Regions from separate parts of the Hordeum vulgare genome. Here region 2 is linked to region 1. A link is a contact called in public Hi-C data. All regions are on one chromosome and are shown on one strand. Each heading gives the region's core, a stretch centred on a gene start, on an enhancer-like site or on the middle of the called end of the contact. The rest is flanking DNA. Distances are from core to core; before and after follow the strand shown. Region 1 holds the start of LOC123408706. Region 2 holds the start of LOC123412696 (translation initiation factor IF-2, chloroplastic).

Evidence for each region. A called contact is a pair of places that touch in the nucleus more often than the background predicts.
Region 2: a contact with region 1 is called in a Hi-C map of leaf, with 9 times the contacts expected there. The contact joins the promoter of LOC123412696 here to the promoter of LOC123408706 in region 1. A contact is called at or near these places in 3 of 6 Hi-C or Micro-C datasets (leaf and seedling).

Annotation. Positions count from the first base shown.
Region 1 is chr7H:264,613,713-264,616,616 of MorexV3_pseudomolecules_assembly, reverse strand. LOC123408706 reads left to right here and starts at 1,383. Exons shown (of 3, transcript XM_045101759.1): 1 at 1,383-1,833; 2 at 2,641-2,770. The coding sequence starts at 1,398.
Region 2 is chr7H:265,296,191-265,298,890 of MorexV3_pseudomolecules_assembly, reverse strand. It overlaps LOC123412696 (translation initiation factor IF-2, chloroplastic), which reads right to left and starts at 1,264. Exons shown (of 13, transcript XM_045105636.1): 1 at 952-1,264; 2 at 1-362. The coding sequence starts at 324.

The DNA of each region.
Region 1 (2,904 bases), core at 134-2,633:
GCCTACTCTCACTCGAGGCACCGCCATGCACACACAAGAGATGAATATCAATCGTCGAGGCAGCGCCATGGACGCACAAGAGATGAATATCAATCGTCGAGGCGGCGCCATGGATGCACAAGAGATGAATATCAATCGTCGCCCGGGGGAGAGATCCATTCTATTGTTTCAGAATCTGTTCATACTCCTGCAATACTCTCGAGGAGAGACCCATTCTCGCATTTCAGGATCTGTTCATACTACTGTAGTAGTCTCGTGGATTAAGGAAGTAAATAAGATTCTAGAAAAAAGAAAGTAACTCAGGAGTGATTTTTTTTCTATAACAAGTTCACAACCCATAATTAATCGCATGCAATATCTAATATGTTTCCCAACCGTACGAGCAAAGCCTCTCAATTTAGAAAGAAGGAAATCAAGGCAAAGGAGTACGCCTGAATTCTAGGATCGTAGATTTAGGAAGGAAGTCATAGATTAAGAAAAGTGTCCCTAAAATACTGAAGGAAAACATAGCAGGAATCACTACAAGAAAAACGCTCAATTATGACAAAAATAATGACGGGGGTTTAATTGGTCATTGATCCATGACCAAAATTCTGAAATTAGTCATGGCAAGTCTAAGAGGGTCCAAAGCCCACAACGTTATGACCTTTTGCGTCCATTAGGTCATGATCCTATTGCACAAAATAGTCATTAAGATGTGTAGAATTATTTACGATCATATTTCAATGCTACCATGATCAAATATAAGACCATAAACATATGTGCGGAGGTGACTGGATGACACCTCATCAATTTTACCTATGTGTCATGTATTGAGAGCAAAAATTTGTTTTATACATATATGGATGAAGTAAATTATATAAGATAAATACAAATGAATTATAATTATTCATTTTAATATCCTAAATATTTTAGAAAATACAATATAATTACCAAATTGAAATATATGAGCCCATGCTAATCTCATAATGTGTAGACCCTATTTAGATAAATATTTTTAAAAGGTGGTATAGGGTATCTTAACTTGGTGTTTGAGACAATAAAAACTTAAACATGACAATAAAAAATACGTGGGTGAATTTCAACCAAAAAATATAACTTTCTTTTGAGGGAAATAATAAATATTGTACAACTTTTTTTAGGCAATCAAAAAATACAACTAAAGACAACAATATGGGTCCATATTTCCTAAATCCAATATCTATACGGACTAATATGGATCCATATTTCCTAAATCCAATATGGGTCCATAAATACTGGGTCATTTAAACATACCACATGAGGCTAATATATTGAGTGTTTACCCGAAATAAGAGAATAAAAAATATAAAAGAAACAAAAGAAAAAACACAATTACATAAGCTGGCTGATTGGTGGAATATTTATGCCACGGTTCGATGACATGGCACAAATCCTACCGTCCATTGCTAGCAATCCCACGTCCATCCATCCATTCATCCATTTGGAGAAAAGAAAAAAAGAAAACTAGCAGATCGCGAACCCTACCCAGCCACTCGTCGCCTCCTCCCCTTACAGAGCGCCGCCACCACCTCCCTTCACCACCTGCCACGGAGCTTCTCCCCGCTAGATCCGTCTCCACCTCTAGGAAGCGCTGCCTCCAAGTCCTTCACCTTGTTTCCCAGGTCCTCGACCGCGTTGGGCATGTGGTCGGAGAAAACCACCCGCGCTGGCAAGGCGCCGAGCGCTGTGCTGGTGACGGCGCTGTTGGGCCTGGCTGCCGACACGCCGGCGCCACGTCGCGCCGACGCGTCGTCCCTGCCCGCAGCAGGAGTAGGGGATGTGTTGCCTACCCCCTCCTCTCCACCTCCGCGGGTACTCCCTCCGATCCGTTTTAGTCTGCGCATAATTTTTTTCCAATTTTTTCCTTATTAGTCTGCGCGCTTTGCTTTGCCTCCGCAAGTTTCCCAGCCTGCCCTGCTTTGACCGTAGTAATTAGCATTGCTTTGGCAACTGCAGCGAAACAACAGCCAATCAACCGCGGCATGCAGCGGCCCCGTGCTGCGCGCTAGGCAGAGATAAGAGGAACCGCAAGAACCAAGCAATCAACTGCATGCAGGAATTAGAATACAGAGTAGGGATTGAAAAGAAAGGATGCTTAGACTGTGTTATTCTTAGTCATGGCAGCTTCCGCTGGTGTTATGTATTAAGGGCACATAATGGCATGACCAACTAGGTATGGACATAACAGCTTAGGAGATTAATCAAAATAGAGAAAACCATATCATCGATTTATTTGACCTTTTCCATGTTAGCTCTTATAAATATTAGTCACATAAGAGGATTAGGAAGTAGTCATTGTTACAGCTCACGGTACTGTTAAATTACATGTGTCTTTGATGGATGCCTCTGGGTATTCAAGGCTAAGATATTCCTATGTTTGATGAAGTTCAAAACGTGGTTGAACCCAGCAAACAATCCAATTTTCCTCCTCCATATTTTGATTCGCTTGATTGTCAGCCTAGTGAAACACTTTATAGACTGTGCTAATGAAAACTGGAATATAATCTAATGTTGTTGCCTCCATGTATACTCATCTTTCCAGTATGCTTAGATAGATATATCACATATCAGAGTGCAGATTCTTATGTTCTTCTAATTGTACTTGTACCGTTTTGATAGCCCTAACAGATAAAGGGAAGTTTTTACTAGCTGCTCGACGATTCAGACATGGGCCACACACTGAATATATCATCTCGTATGACTCTAATGATCTATATCCAGGAAGTAATTCACGCGTTGGAAAACTGAGGTGAGCTCTAAACATTCTGTAACTTCAATTTTGCTAGCTGATTGGTTGATTATTCATGACTACTGGATTACAAAGTAGACCTTTTAAGATTAAGTTTGAAGTGAGGCCACTAGAACCATGATGTGGTCACATCA
Region 2 (2,700 bases), core at 15-2,514, 680 kb before region 1:
TGATGTTGTTGCTATATCCATGCTTGTTGGTGGCCCATTCAGCCGGACTGGCCTCTGCGGGGGCTTCGAAAGAAGATCGCTGTCATCATCAGCTTTAACGTTCACGCTTCCTCTTGATGAGAACTGAGCTCCCTTTTCATCGATCAAGTTAGTTATGACCATACATCTACATAGTCTTCCAGGTGCACATGGCCACCTCCGGACACCGTCAAAACCCGTGAAACTGATCCTTGAAACCAAGTGCCCTCTCCTCACTGCCGCTGCCGGCAGTGGGCCAGGCCTTCCGTTGCTCCCCAGGTTGGTAACAGAAGCAGGAGACGCCATGACAATGCTCTTAAAAACACTGCTTCGCACTCATTAAGCTGAGGAAGCAAGATTAATTTGAGTACGCATAAGTTTTTGGAAACAATAACCAAAAATAGCGAGCTAGATAATCAGACGAGAAAAACGGCTACGTTACTTGCATGTTGGCTCAATATATCTAAATTCCAGTAGAATTTTACCAGCTAACTTTGAGAAAAATGTGACGGTGTAACAAAATTTAAGCTGAAACCTAACAATGGGCATGCCTATACGGACTGGTTGGAACCTACTTCCTCTGTTACTAAATACTCCCTCCGTTCCTAAATATAAGTTTTTTAAGCGATTTCACTAAGGGTCTACATACGGAGCAAAATGATTAAACTTATACTCTAAAATATGTCTATATACATCCGTATGTAGTCCACTAGTGAAATCTCTACAAAGACTTATATTTAGGAACGGAGGGAGCTTTTTAGAGATTTTCATAGGGGACTACATACGGATGTATATAGACATACTTTAAAATATAGATTCATTAATTTTTCCTCCGTATGTAGTCCCCTAATGAAAGTACAAAAATGGATTTTAATTCTCTGGGACACAGAAGACAGCACACACAAAATTAGCGAGAAGTGAAACAAAGCTTACGAATAAACGAATACGATGAAATTCCGGAGGGTTTTCCGCCGCAATACTGCAAGTTGGCGGATAGCCACAAGGGCACGGAGCAGACGAAATGGCTGGCCGTGACGAGGCCGACGCGAACACTGACGGTGGCCGTGCGTCGGTGGGCGGGGGAGCCACGCGAGCAGGCCTCGAAGGAGGGGGTCTAGAGGTGGAGAGGCGGCAGCGTGGGCGAAGGAGAGAGTTGGATAGCCGGCGAACGACGACGGCGACGCGGCGCGGGGCGATACGGCGGCGGTGCGAGTGGGAAGGAGCGGAGGGCGCGCGTGCAGGAGTGATAAGGATCGGACGGTCGTAGTTAAGCAGCCGATTCCAATTATCAGAATAAAATGGGAAAAACAAAAGCAAGACTGATAAGGTGGCACTTCGGAGAACCACTCAAAGGGATCGTCCCTTGCCATCTGAGTGTCATGGAGTTTTTCGCTCTTAACCAAAAGCACTCAGTTGTGCGGAGTAATTTACAAGTAAAACTCAAAAGATAAACTTAAGGAGGGGTAAAAAAAAGGAAAAGAAAATTGAGAACCATGTACGGTTTTTTCGTTGACTACGGATTGCATGGGATGACCCAGAAATACGCTGGGTGGACGGCGAACCCACCATGCCACAACGTAGACAAGGCTTTCTTTGAGGCAGTGACAACCGTTACGTTGGGTGACGACGCCACGGCTCTCTTTTGGCACTCCTTTTGGATCGGGCACCCCACTCTTGTCGTCGTCCATCCTTTGCTCTACAAACATTTTCGTTGAAAGAATAAGACTGTTCAAGATGCACTTCGTGATGAAAATTGGATCAAGGATTTGAGACATGGGGACGTGTTTCACTTACTTCCGAAGTTCATCCGACTACATCGACTGGTCACCGATACCGTCACGGAGCTCGGAATGGTAGCAGAGACCAAATCTGCCAGAACTTAGAGGTGAAAGAAAAGTACACAGCGAGCTCAGCGTACACATTGCAAATCGAGGGCAGAGTGCAAACTGACTGGGAGCAACTCATTTGGAAGTCCAAGGTGCCTGGGAACATCAAGATTTTCACGTGGCTACTAATGCAAAACCGTCTATGGACAAATGATCGTTTGCAAAGGCGTGACTGGCCAAACAGCTACTTCTGTCCACTTTGTGTTTGCAACATGAAGACGGCACACCATCTATTATGAGACTGCCCAATCACCCGAGAAGATTGGACAAGGGTGGGCAGACGGGAAGGATGCCAACAGCTCTCACCAAGCAGTCAGGGGACAAATGGAAGCTCTCTCGAGATCATGCAGAAGATAGTACACGAGAGACCAAGCCCTCGCAAAGAGTGGCAAGCAAGGCCACAATGTTGTTGACATGCTGGGAGATATGGAAGGAGCAAAACAAATGTGTGTTCAGAGAAAAGTTGTCGTCAATAGAAGACATCACAAAGGCCATTGAAAAACTCTATTGATCTTTGGTGTCAGGCGGGAGCAACGTGCCTCAAGAGACCCTATTAGGATCCGTCGTGAGGAGTTAGCATAGGATTTTTATCCTCGCTAGCAAAGGCCAAGCCTTTTCTGATGTAATGAAAGAGCTGGTCCTAGGACCCCCATCCCACCTTATGTTTTTTCCAATTGCTTCCTGCTAATGAATGAAATGACAGTGATTTGTTGGATCTTTCAAAAATAATGAGAACCATGTATACAAGTCATGCACTAGTAGGAATAAACGCGTCCATTAGTTGGTTCCTCGTAGT